Linked DNA regions of Sus scrofa: regions 1, 3 and 4 are each linked to region 2. The links are chromatin contacts, called in public HiChIP or PLAC-seq maps. All regions are on one chromosome and are shown on one strand. The core of a region is the stretch at or near the end of the contact, and the rest is flanking DNA. Distances in the headings are between cores, read along the strand shown. Region 1 holds the start of LRRC20 (leucine-rich repeat-containing protein 20). Region 2 holds the start of PPA1 (inorganic pyrophosphatase). Region 3 holds the start of EIF4EBP2 (eukaryotic translation initiation factor 4E-binding protein 2). Region 4 holds the start of PALD1 (paladin).

What was found. HiChIP or PLAC-seq counts read pairs in DNA pulled down with a chosen protein or histone mark.
Region 1: an H3K27ac HiChIP or PLAC-seq map of alveolar macrophages shows a contact between it and region 2. The contact joins the promoter of LRRC20 here to the promoter of PPA1 in region 2. A contact is called at or near these places in 1 of 5 promoter capture datasets (liver), 21 of 47 Hi-C or Micro-C datasets (adipocytes, adipose tissue, brain and 12 more) and 2 of 2 datasets of contacts at active chromatin or transcription factors (alveolar macrophages and skeletal muscle).
Region 3: an H3K27ac HiChIP or PLAC-seq map of alveolar macrophages shows a contact between it and region 2. The contact joins the promoter of EIF4EBP2 here to the promoter of PPA1 in region 2. A contact is called at or near these places in 1 of 47 Hi-C or Micro-C datasets (liver) and 1 of 2 datasets of contacts at active chromatin or transcription factors (alveolar macrophages).
Region 4: an H3K27ac HiChIP or PLAC-seq map of alveolar macrophages shows a contact between it and region 2. The contact joins the promoter of PALD1 here to the promoter of PPA1 in region 2. A contact is called at or near these places in 1 of 47 Hi-C or Micro-C datasets (embryonic fibroblasts) and 1 of 2 datasets of contacts at active chromatin or transcription factors (alveolar macrophages).

Annotation. Positions count from the first base shown.
Region 1 is chr14:73,295,348-73,298,343 of Sscrofa11.1, reverse strand. LRRC20 (leucine-rich repeat-containing protein 20) reads left to right here and starts at 1,684. Exons shown (of 5, transcript XM_001925274.5): 1 at 1,684-1,816. LOC110256844 reads right to left here and starts at 2,569. Exons shown (of 1, transcript XM_021073886.1): 1 at 450-2,569. The coding sequence starts at 2,480. The coding sequence ends at 2,052.
Region 2 is chr14:73,166,354-73,169,402 of Sscrofa11.1, reverse strand. PPA1 (inorganic pyrophosphatase) reads left to right here and starts at 1,715. Exons shown (of 11, transcript XM_001925080.6): 1 at 1,715-1,889. The coding sequence starts at 1,826. It overlaps LOC102163044 (a long non-coding RNA gene), which reads right to left and starts at 1,403. Exons shown (of 3, transcript XR_002338432.1): 1 at 1,209-1,403.
Region 3 is chr14:73,321,995-73,324,884 of Sscrofa11.1, reverse strand. EIF4EBP2 (eukaryotic translation initiation factor 4E-binding protein 2) reads right to left here and starts at 1,276. Exons shown (of 5, transcript XR_002338867.1): 1 at 816-1,276.
Region 4 is chr14:73,399,453-73,402,456 of Sscrofa11.1, reverse strand. It overlaps PALD1 (paladin), which reads right to left and starts at 1,469. Exons shown (of 22, transcript XM_021073790.1): 1 at 1,174-1,469.

The sequences.
Region 1 (2,996 bases), core at 435-2,934, 130 kb before region 2:
GATCTATGTATTTATATCTGGTACCTGGGTATGTATGCCAGGGATGGGGTGATGATGAGACTGTGGAGAGACTTTCATAACCTTCCTGAGAAGCACAAGGAGTCAGAAAACATGGCTTCTCCCCTCCCTGCCCCAAGTGGTCATCTCTCTTGAGGGCAGAGTCTGTACCCGATTCTAAGGGCCTTGCATACCCTAGGGATTCAGGTCTGAAAGACTTCCTTGGAGATGTTTCTCATTCCCTTCCCTTTATTTCTACTCACCCTCTGTATTTTCCCAGGGCTGCTGAAACAAATTGCCACAAACTGGATAGCTTAAAACAAGAGACACTTATTCTCTCCTCAGTTTTTGGAGACTAGGAGTTGGTTCCTTTTTGGAGGCTCTGAGGGAGAATCTGTTTCACGCCTCTTCTTTGTTTCTCATCCTCGCTCACAATCCCCGGGTTTTCTTGGTTTGCAGACTCCGCCTCCATCTTCATATGGACTTTCCCCGTGTGCCTGTGTAACTCTTCTCTTCTTACAAGAACACCAGTCACATCCTATGCCAGTATGACTTCATCTTAACTAATTATATCTGCAATGAACTTGTTTCCAAATAAGATCATTTTCTGGGGATGTGTATGGGGGTTAAGTCTTTAACATACCTTTTTTTTTTTTTTTTTTGGTGGAAGGGAGAGACATAAATTAACCCATAACATCCATCAAGACCCAGGCAAATGTGGGTTTCTTCTCTGACTGCTCCAATCCCCAGGGGTGGAATTAAATGTTCTTTCTTTAGGACTCACACATACTTAATACATGCTTCTGTTTATCAGAACACTTGACTCACTGACTGTCATTGCTGGTTGAGTGGGGGCCTCATCTCTTTCCTGTTCCTCACAGAGCCTAGTAAAGAGTCTACAGGGAGGAAAAACAACAAGGCCCTACTGTATAGTACAGGGAACTATATTCAATATGGTCCATTAAACCATAATGGGAAAGAATATGAAAAAGAATATATATTGTGTATTACTGAGTCACTCTGCTGTAGAGCAGAAATTAAATGCAACATTGTAAATCAACTATACCTCAATAAAACTGAAAAAACTTCACTAATTTGAAGGACCAAAAAAAGTCTATGGGGAATCCTCTGAAAATTTAGGCCTGAGAAGCAGCTCCCCTCCCCTGACCCGTCATGCTGGGCACTGCACGTAACTTTCCATGTAGCAATCCTCACAATGACCCCGTGAAGTAGGTATTTATACATTTAACCCCTATCTTAATAGGAAACAACACTGGGATTTGGAGACGTAGAGTAATTTCGTGTCACCAGAATTATTGCCTCTGAAAACAGAACGGCCGCCTTGAAGGCATCACGGGAAAAGCTCTCTAGTCCCCACCTTCACGCTTCCCAAAGTCCCCCTGATCTGGCTAATTCAACTCCCCTACCTTGAGAAAAACAAACCTGGAGGCTCAATCCTATTGATCCTGGATCTGTTGCACATTCCCGTCTACACTCCCGCCCCGCTAAGCTTTTTCCCTCCAGAAGTCGAATACAAAGCGGATCCACCCTGCGGACGAGAGCGCGCGGGCAGCTTTTCCGGGCGCGCCTTTCCCGGGAGCGGCGTGGGGACCCGCGCGCTGATTGGCTGCACTCGGCGGCATGCTCCCGCCCCCGCGCCGTTCCTAGCCCAGCGACTGGCCCCGCAGCAGCGCGCTCAGAACCCGCAGCCCTTCGCGCCCCTCCCGGCCGGCTCCCGCGAGCTGCTGTTGCATGGGGCGCCGCCGGCGGCCGAGGGAGCGTGACTGCGCTGCGCAGGGCGCTAGGAGGCATTGTCGCCGTAAGTGGAGCAGAGAGCAGCCAGGAACTGGGCCCCACCTTCGTGCCCCGCAAAGTAAACGGAGTCTGAGGCTAAGCGCCCAAGGGGCTGGGGGAGAGAGAGAAGTGTCCCCAATTCTGCAGCGTGCCCTCCCCTCCCCCAAGTCACCGGGTGGAAGGAGAAGCGGTGCACCAGCTGAGGTTTCTTCGGTGCCCAGGGGCCCGGCGCCGCGACCGCTCTGGCTTGCCGACTGCAGCTAGACCCCGGCTGGCTCGGGGAGCGGGCGCAGCGGTACCGGGGAATAGGGAGCCTGGGGAGGCGAGAGGATCTCCGTTCCCCGCGGGAGGCGCCCCGGTTGGGAGAGGCTCTCGTAAATTTCGTCCCTGAAGCCACATTTTCGGGGTTTGCTTTCTCTCTGGGGGGCTGCATACGCCTGTCCCAGGGCGTGCCTCTGGGCCTCCGCGATCACCAGCGTTCCCCCCTCTGCCTGCTTTATTCTCCCCAGTCCCCGCCTGCCCGGCGAGCGGAGGGCCGGCAACGAGGAGCCATTGGCTGCGGGAACCAGGGGGGTGGGGAAGACGGTGAGGCAGGCCCCCAGCGCGAGGCGTGGGGACCCCGGAGTGGCCACCGCCCTCAATCCTGGGAGGCGCAGCCGGAGGATGCTTAGATGCTCGTAGAGAGCCATGCGCGGGGCTCTGAGAACCCCATGGCTCAAAAACAAGACGCCAGCCCGTCCCGCTCACGCCCCAGCGGGCTTCTTTTCTTTGGGAGGAAAATTGGGTCAACTCTGCCTGGCCTCGAGTGGGCCTTCGGGGCTGCTTGGGTCCGATCCAGAAGACTGCTTCTCACTTCCCCAGCAGCTCCGTCCCTTGCCATGGTCCAGAGAACCCCGCTGGAGCCATTGGTGAGGGGGAGCTTGCACACATGGCTCAAGAGGCTCGAGTTGCCCTTCAGAGCGGCTACCAGGCTCTAAAGTTCCCAAGTGACCACGCCAGTAACTAAATATAGGGGCAGCTGGTGCAGGCGTGGTGTCGCAGCAGCTCTTTTGCACGGATCTCCGGGCTTCAGATAAGGTAGAGTTCTCACTGAAGAGGGTGGGAACCCTAGCAGAGGCTGCAGTCAGTATTTAAGCAAAAACCAACCCTTCCCAAACCTTGTATCCAGGTGAAACCAGATTATAGATGCAGGAGGGCCGAATTAC
Region 2 (3,049 bases), core at 466-2,965:
CCTCTGCTATTTTTTTTCCTTCCCTTGTGTTCTAATTTCAGTAAAGTGGTGTGGTGTTGTGTTCAAAAGGTTGGCCTTCTGAAGATTGGTGGGAGTCTGGATGGAGACAAGAGAGGCTCAATCTAACTAGAAAATTATCCTACTAGGTTTTCATTTAATACAAGGCACTTCTCATTTTATATAGTAGATACTTTTTTTTTTTTTTTTTTTGTCTTTTTGCCTTTTCTAGGGCCACTTCCTGCGGCATTGGAGGTTCCCAGGCTAAGGATTGAATTGGAGCTGTAGCCACCAGCCTACTCCAGACATAGCAATGCGGGATCCGAGCGGCGTCTGCAACCTACACCACAGCTCACGGCAACGCTGGATCCTTAACCCACTGAGCAAGGCCAGGGATCAAACCCACAACCTCATGGTTCCAGTCGGATTCATTAACCACTGTGCCATGACGGGAACTCCGATACTCCGACACTTCTTCTTCTTCTTTTTTTTAAAGTTTAGGAGTTCTCTTGTGTAGTGGGTTAAGGATCCAGCATTGTCACTGCAGTAGCAGGCCAGCACTGCTGTGGTGTGAGTTTGATCTCTGGCCTGGGAACTTCCTCATGCCACCTGCATGCCCCCCCTCCCCGGGCCAAAAAAAAAAGCCCAGCCCATCAAAACTTTTAAGTTAAACTAGACATTCTTTGAAATAATTTTGCAATCAAATTAGTGAATAATCACTGTCTAACGAGGATTTTGAAACACACACACACACATATATATACACACACATAGAACTGGGGAAGTGAGTGAAGCAAACATCTGCCCATAACCTCGAACTTGCTTTAGCTTTTGGGGTCTGGCCTAACAACATGAAACAGTAGTATAAAAACAAGCTCCAAGGAGCTTGCACCTGAGAGAAATGTCCTCAAGGGACCATGAGCTCACGTGTGGGCTTTCCCAATGCTGCCATCTCAAGGCCTAGGGGACTTGGGGTGGGGTGGGGGCGGCAGACTGAATCTTCCTTGTGGAGGGTGGGAATAACCCAGCAACCCTTGAAATCATTACTATTATTATCTCTATTTCCCAGACGAGAAACTGAGTCAGAGAGCTTAATATCAATTTGCTCGCTGTCATATGCTGGAAAGCAGTGGAGATGTAACCTAGTTGGTAGCCAAAGGGTATCAGTAATGCAACTCAACTTTTCTCAAACAGATCAGAAAACTGCTCACCTTTAAGCAGCCTTAGCGGGGATTGCAAAGTGAAGCAGCTGATTCCTAAACGTCTATCTCCCCCTCCCCAACCCCATGTCCGCGGCGTTTGGAAGTTCCTGGGTCAGGGATCAAGCCTGCGCAATGCTGTAAACAAAGCCACAGCAGTGACAACACCGGATTCTTAACGTGCTGAACCATGAAACAACTCCTCAGCGTCTTTTGAGGTAAGAGGGTATGTGAGTCAAAGGTGTGTTCCCATTGTGTGTAGAGGGCGAGACGTCAGCGGTCAAGCCTCAGCTGGTCCAAGTTGAGACCTTCTTACTCTCTCCCTTCAGAGCCCAAAGCCCGCCAGCTGGGACAGAACGCAGCCACGTGGCCAAGCCTGGGGCTCCTGAGCAGTCCGCGGAGGCGCGGCCTGAGGGGGCGGGGCTGGGGCGCAAGGACTCGCGGGCACCGCGGAGTGCGCCTGCGCGCGGGGTGGGCTCGCCCGCGCCCAGCAAGTTAAAGGCGGCTCCCCGCCCCCAAGCAGGTCCAGTCACCGCAGTGCGCAGGCGCGGAGCCTTCTCCTTGTCAGTGAGCGCCGCGTGCGGGTTTGTGACTCTGAGCGGCGGCGGCGGCGTCCAGTCTCCGGCACTATGAGCAGCTTCAGCAGCGAGGAGCGCTCCGCGCCTTTCACCCTCGAGTACCGAGTCTTCCTCAGTGAGTGTCCGAGGCCCGCGGCCCCTCCCTGCCTGCCCGCCCATTCATTCCCTGGCCTCGTCTCCCCCCACCGCCCCAGCGGCTGCGGCCCGCGCCGGGCTCCTTGGACTGGTCCCCGGGGCCTGGGCTGCCTCGTCCTCTCATTTCACACGTCCCGCTTGCGAGCAGGAGGGCGTAGGTCTTCGTTGCTCTTGAACACGTTCGGTTGGACCTGAACCCGGGCCAGGCTAATTTTGCAGGTGTTCAGCTCGGGCAGTGTCTTAGGGGAAAAGGAAACCACTGAGTCACCCTAGAAAAGGTGCCTGGGAATAAACTAATCCCTGTAAGAGGATTATTCATTTTGGAGGAACAGGGAGGGGGAGGTGATGGTGGTGACTCCCTAAGATCTTAATTCCTCCACAGTGGCTCAGATTGTGGGCACCAAGTCCAGCCCCTCGTCCTACAGACAGGGAAATCGAGGCCCCGATCAGGAGCAGTCAGTGGAGGACTGGACCCATCCCTCTGGGGTCCCAGTAGCGCTCCTGCCTCCCGGCCGTATGTTTTCCTGTAGCACTGATGCTGGGAAAAAGCCTTATGAAACAGAAAGCTGTTCCCCTCCGGTCAAGCAGATGACGTCAATCTGGGAAGCATGAGTAAGAAAGTGCCAATTTTTGGTCCCTGTGCAGGGAATCGCGTCCAAGGGGTATCTCCCCCACGTCTGCACCAAGAGCGAGGAGGCTGCAGGCTGGCAGCGCTCAGCTTCCCTTGACATCACCTTTAGCCTTGTAGATGGAGGAAAGCTGCCGAGAGTTTATCTTTATCCTCTTACCGAGTCCCCCCTGCTCCCCCTCCGGGGGAAAAAAAAAATTACTAGAGATAAGGGGGGGGGGGCGTTTGAAAATGTGTCACCAAAGGCCTTTCGCTTTTAACTTTACAATTTTGTTCGGAAGGAAATGGGCAGGTGCCGCGGATTCTGTAAGGTCGTGTGTTGTATGAAGGGTAGTGAAGAGAGGGGTATAGGGGGCGAATGGTAGAAAATACTGAAAGAACAAAGCTCCTAGCAAAAAATAGCTTGATGTGAGAGGAAAAGGAAAGTGAACTCTAAAAGTTACACAACTTGGAGTTCCCGTCGTGGCGCAGTGGTTAACGAATCCGACTAGGAACCATGAGGTCGCGGGTTC
Region 3 (2,890 bases), core at 27-2,526, 160 kb before region 2:
CCCCAGGATCAAGCAATCCCACCGGCGAGGGTGCCCTCCTTGCCAATGCTCTCTTCAGCTTATTTCCAAAAGCGTGGCAGCTAGAACTCTACCCTCAAGGCTGCCAGTGCTCCTTTCCCTGGGCCATTACTTGAGCATTATTTTAGCATTCCTCCTCCAGCCTGGGGACTCCCCCCACCCGTGGGGCCTCGTCCAGCAGTGTAAACAATGCTGTCAAAGCAGGATAACACTGGGCGAGGCTTCCAAACTCCGCATTCCAGTCTCCTCCTGGTGTTCTAAAAGCAGCAAAACAAGTCATCGCAGGGTCCCAGGAGCGAAATCTCTCGACTTCCTTTCTAAAAACGTCCAGGAGACAGCTCCGAAATCAAGCATGAATGTGCACAAATACACAATTTGTAAGAGACAGAGGTAACGCGGAGTGAGGGAGTGAATGCAGGCCAAGTGTAGACAAATTTGCTCGGGAGAGGAGCGAAGCGGAGAAAACTGGGTCGAGTACAAAAACCTGCCACGAAGCGGGAACAAGGGCTTTTTGTCGCTACAGGAGAGCCACGTTCCCAGAGTGGGCACGCGCTGAATCGAGCTGCTGGCGAGAACGCGAAGTTAAGGTCCTCAAAAGCAGTCTCACAGGGGCTTTGGTGGGGCTGGGGGGGAGGGGCCTTGGTGGAGACGGGTGGCCGCAGCGGCCCAGCGTGGACACGCCCTGAGTTAAAGGACCGTGGCGGGAAACTGCGGGGACACCGCGGAGGCGGGCGCGGACGCGCTCGGAAGCCCGCTGCAGGCTCCGTGTGAGGGCCGCGCGGGCGGCCGGCGCTCACCTCCCGGCGTGGTGGAGAAGAGGGTCCCCCCGGGCGTGGTGCAATAGTCATGAGGTAGCTGCGCGGCGTCGCTGATGGGCACGGTGCGGGTGGGGATGGCACGGCTCTGGCTGGGCTGGTGGCCGCTGCCGGCGGACGAGGACATGGCTCTGGGCGCGGGCTCTCAGGCTTTGTCCCGCGGGCTGGCAGGCGGGCGGCGGCGGCGGCGGCGGCGGCGGCAGCTGGGGGCCCGGGCTGCTCCTGCTCTGGCGGGCGGAAGGGCGGGCGGGGCTGGACGTGCTCCGCTCGCTCCCCACTCGCTTCCTCTCGTTCCCTCGTCCCGCTCCGCTCCGCCGCCGCCCTCTCAGCCGCCGCTGCCGCCGCCGCCCGATCCTCCGGCCTCCGCCAGCAGCCTCAGCAGCAGCAGCAGCAGCAGCGGCAGCAGCGGCTACGACGACGACCGGAAGCGGGCGAAGGCGGGAGCCAGGGAGAGCCCAGTGTAGTGGGTCGACCGGACGTTACGTCACGAAGGGCGTGGGCACGATGGTGGGCGGGGTTGTGATAGGCGGGGCTTAAGGCCTGAGGGTGAAGCTCTAGCTGGGCAGAAGCAGCGCGAAATAGTGAGACGAAAGTGATCGTGGGCGCGGAAAATTGTTTTGTTTGTTTTTGAATTTTTTTGGTCAGTCAACAATACTTAAGCTGACTTCTGTTTACTATCTATCTAAACAAAAGCGTAATTTTACTTTTAATGGCTCAATATTAAATATAGGCAGTGCATGCACCGTGTACTAAAAAACAGAGCATACGTGGGTGCAGCAGCTAAACACACACCACACACACACACACACACACACACACCAAGCAATAATAGCAACTTATATCTAAGAGATTAAAACTTGAGATTTAAAGTAGAAAATGTATGAAAAAAGTTGTGATTCTGAGTAAGCCTTATAATATTTCTTTATCGCTCTTGGCTGCATTAACATTAATTAACGCTTTCTACACCAACAAACCACTGAGAACTTAAATGCGTGATAATGAAGAGGGGATTCTTTCATGTTGATACTTTGCTCTGAATACTCCAACTACATGCAAAGTTACAGCTACAGCTTTTTCAGCTCTGTAAGTGCAAGTTCAACCACATAATCACAAATAACATAGACGGCCAAGGTATCAGTCCACTACTAATTTAGCCATGTTTTCCTAACCAGAATATGCATTTGTTTTTGGTGACAGTAGTAATAAAATTATTTTTTAATTAAAAAAAATAAAAAATAAAAAACAGAGCATAGAAGTTTACGGTGCCACTGTCTTCCAGTTTCGCAATTCCTCTTGGTACCAGTTTATTGTGTATTCTTCCAGAGACAGTCCTTATATACAGATATACTGCACCATATAAACATTAATAAAAGAAAGAGTAATAGCTGCCCAAGTCACATGGATGAGTACTGTGTTAGAGATAAAAGAAACCAAAACACAGGGGAAGGTTAAGACCATGAGGTACCTGGAAAATCCAAATCTGGAACACTTTCCTCTGGGGATTCTCAAACTTTCTGATATTAAAGTTTACATTCTTAAAAATTACCGAGGGAGTTCCCTTGTGGCACAGCAGGTTAAGGGTCCAGTATTGTAACTGCAGTGCCTTGGGTTCAGTCCTTGACCCAGGAACTTCCCCATGCTTTGCGCACTGCCGGAAAAAAAAAATTATCGAGGATCCCAAAGATCTTTTGTTTGTGTGGATTATATATATTGATAACTACTGTATTAGAAATGAAAACAGAATTTTAAGTGTTTGTGAATTCATAAAATAATGTCATCACATTATGTTAGCATAACATTTTTATTTTAAAAATTATATATATATATATATTTTTTGTCTTTTTGCCATTTCTTGGGCCGCTCCAGCGGCATATGGAGGTTCCCAGGCTAGGTGTCTAATCGGAGCTGTAGCCACCGGCCTACGCCAGAGCCACAGCAACGCGTGATCTGAGCCGCATCTGCAACCTACACCACAGCTCACGGCAACGCCAGATCCTTAACCCACTGAGCAAGGGCAGGGATCGAACCCGCAACCTCATGGTTCCTAGTCGGATTCG
Region 4 (3,004 bases), core at 220-2,719, 230 kb before region 2:
AAGAACCCACCTGGGAGCGGGCTGGGGAATACCCCTGCTGCTCCCTGTCCATGAAGGGGGGTGAGAGGCCCTAACAACTAACAGGGAAATAAAAAAGGATGGATATGGAGCCAGAACATTTTAAACATACCTGCATGGTTGCACAAGAACTGGATCCCAGCTCCCTGGTGATCCAGCCTGTGTCACTCATTCAGCAATTAATCATGTGTAGCCTTTTGGTATTTTCACTAATATTATTCGTCTGGGAGCAGTATGGAAACCCAGTATTCACGAACTTTCTCTGTGCTCACATCGTGTCTCCCCCAAACGGCTGAGGACGGACCCCTCCAACTCCTCCCATTCTCCCTGGCAGAGCCCAGTGCCTGGCATTTAAGCGCTCAGTCCCTGGGTCCACGGTGCTCTGCAGGAAGCCAAGGACTTGGTGCCCGGAACTCTGGTGGAGAGTAGAGAAGCTGGGAAGCTTCCTGATGTTGGGGAGCTTTATTTCCATTTCTGACTCCCCAAAAGAGAACACAACCATCCCTTCAAGAGTCCAGGGCAGCCATCTCCCACACACCGCGCTCCGCTTTTCTGACAGGCCACTTGCCCCTTCCGGGAAAAAAAACCTCTGAAGATTAAAAGGGTGCTCCCCTGGGAGACACAGGCATACAGAGGGAGAGGATGAAAATGAGGCCCAGCAGCAAAGCTTGCACCCGCGGGGACCACAGGACTCTTCCAATTCCATGGACCTCAAGCCCCTAAAGATGAGCCCAGGGCGCCAGGTGTGCATCATGAAGCTTCCCTCCCCGCAGCTGCACAGGAAGCCCAGTTTACCGGCCTTGCTCCCAGGCCTGGCCATGAAGATTGCAGGTGTGGCCAGCCCACATTTAGCCCAACATCTACCCAGGCCGAAGGAAACCTCCTGGAGGAAGTGGGTATAGCCCAGAGCCAGACAGACAGAAAGACTCAACTGCGCCTCACTGTTTAATAGCTGAGGTTCCGCTTTTCTCCCAGGCACCAATCCCCTATGGGTTTGGATGGGGGCCCAGGACCTCTCCACTCCGCGAAGCCCAGGTGGGCGTGCGCTCTGGGGGATGGGAATGCGCGGTCGGGGCATCCCCCTGCCCCAGGAGTGCTCAGATGACTCCCGAATCAACCCTCCCTCCCCAGCTCTGGGTCCAGACGCATCGGTACCTGCCAGCCCACCGCTCCAGGGGGCATCCGCGCTCCTTCGGCCGGCGAGCTGCGCCCGGACTGCGGGCGCCGAGTCTGGCAGCAGCGGGGTGCGCACGGCGCGGGCTCCGGCTCGCTCCTCCCAACTTCCCCAGCCCATCCGTGGGCAGAGGCGGCTCTGGAGGCTGGCAAGCCAGGCGCGACAAGGCGAGGCCAGGAGATCCGGAGCCCGCGCTAGCCGGCGAAGAGAGCTGCCCCAGCTAGAGCGCGCCGCCCGGCTCCTCGCGCCCCGCGACCCCCACGCCGAGGGGCGGACCTGGCCAGCCCGCCAATCAACGCGCCCGCCGCCTCCCCGCCAGCTCGAGCCCCGGCCCCAGCCTCGGAAGGGGCGGGGGGCTCGGATTTAAAGACACACTCACCAAGCCGCGTCCCGATTGGCATTCCAGAGCCGAGGCGGCCGGGCCGGGAGGGAACGGCTGGCCCCACCTTCCCCAGCCCCGCTTCCTCCCTTCGCCCGCCCACCCTCCGCTTGGGAGGAAAAGTTTGGGGCGGGGGAGACTGCCTGGGAAGCCAGTTCCTCTTCCCTTGTCATTAGTTCGGCTCGTTCTGGAAGATGACCAAACCCTACATCCAGCCTCCCTGGCAGGAGAAAGAAGCGAATGCTCTCGGCGCCACACCCCCTCCCAGACTCCAGCTCTCCGGGAGATCGGCGGGCCTGGGCTACCCTCGCCCATCTCTGTTTTTTAAAACCAGGCCAAGCCTGGGCAGGACCGAGAATGCGGGGGGAGGGGGGGGGGAATTCCTCGCTGTGCTGTGCAAACTGAGCCAGGTGATTGCCCTCTCTGGACCGGTGCCACAGGAGTCTTTTAACGGAGCCCTTAAAAAGCAGATTGCCCATGCTACTGGTACAAAAACAGAACCATAGATCAGTGGATCAGCATAGAAAGCCCAGAAATAAACCCACGCACCTATGGTTATCTACGGACAAAGGAGGCAAGAATGAAGAAAAGACAGCCTCTTCAATAAATGGTTCTGGGAAGACTGGACAGCTACATGTAAAAGAATGAAATTAGAACACTCTATAACACCATACGCAAAAATAAACTGAAAATGGATTAAAGACCTAAACAAAAGACCGGATACTATAAAACTCTTAGAGGAAAACATAGTGAGACACTCTTTGACATAAATCGCAGCAATATCTTTTTTGGTTCACCTCCTAGAATAATGAAAACAAAAACAAAAGTAAACAAAGGGAACCTAATTAAGCTTAAAAGCTTTTGCACAGCAAAGAAAACCATAAACAAAATGAAAAGACAACCCACAGAATGGGAGAAAATCTTTGTAAATGAAGCAACTGACAAGGTGTTAATCTTCAAAATATACAAACATATCATACAGCTTTATACAAAAAAAAAATTAAAAAATGGTCAGGGAGTACCTGTTGGGGTACAGTGGAAACGAATCTGACTAGTATCCATGAGGATGCCGGTTCAATCCCTAGCCTTACTCAGTGAGTTAAGGATCTGGCATTGCTGTGGCTGTGGTGTAGGCCAGCAGCTGTAGCTCAGATTTGACCCCTAGCCTGGGAATTTCCACATGCCTTGGGTGCAGCCCTAAAAAGCAAAAAACAAAACAAAACAAAACAAAACAAAAAAAAAAAGGTCAGAAGCTCTAAAAAGATAGTTCTCCAAAGAAGATGGAGAGATGGCCAAAAAGCACATGAAAAGACACTCAACATCACCAATTATTAGAACAATGCAAATCAAAACTTCAATGAGGTATCACCTCACACGAGTCAGAATAACTATCATCAAAATCTACACACAGTAAATGCTGGAAAAGATGTGGA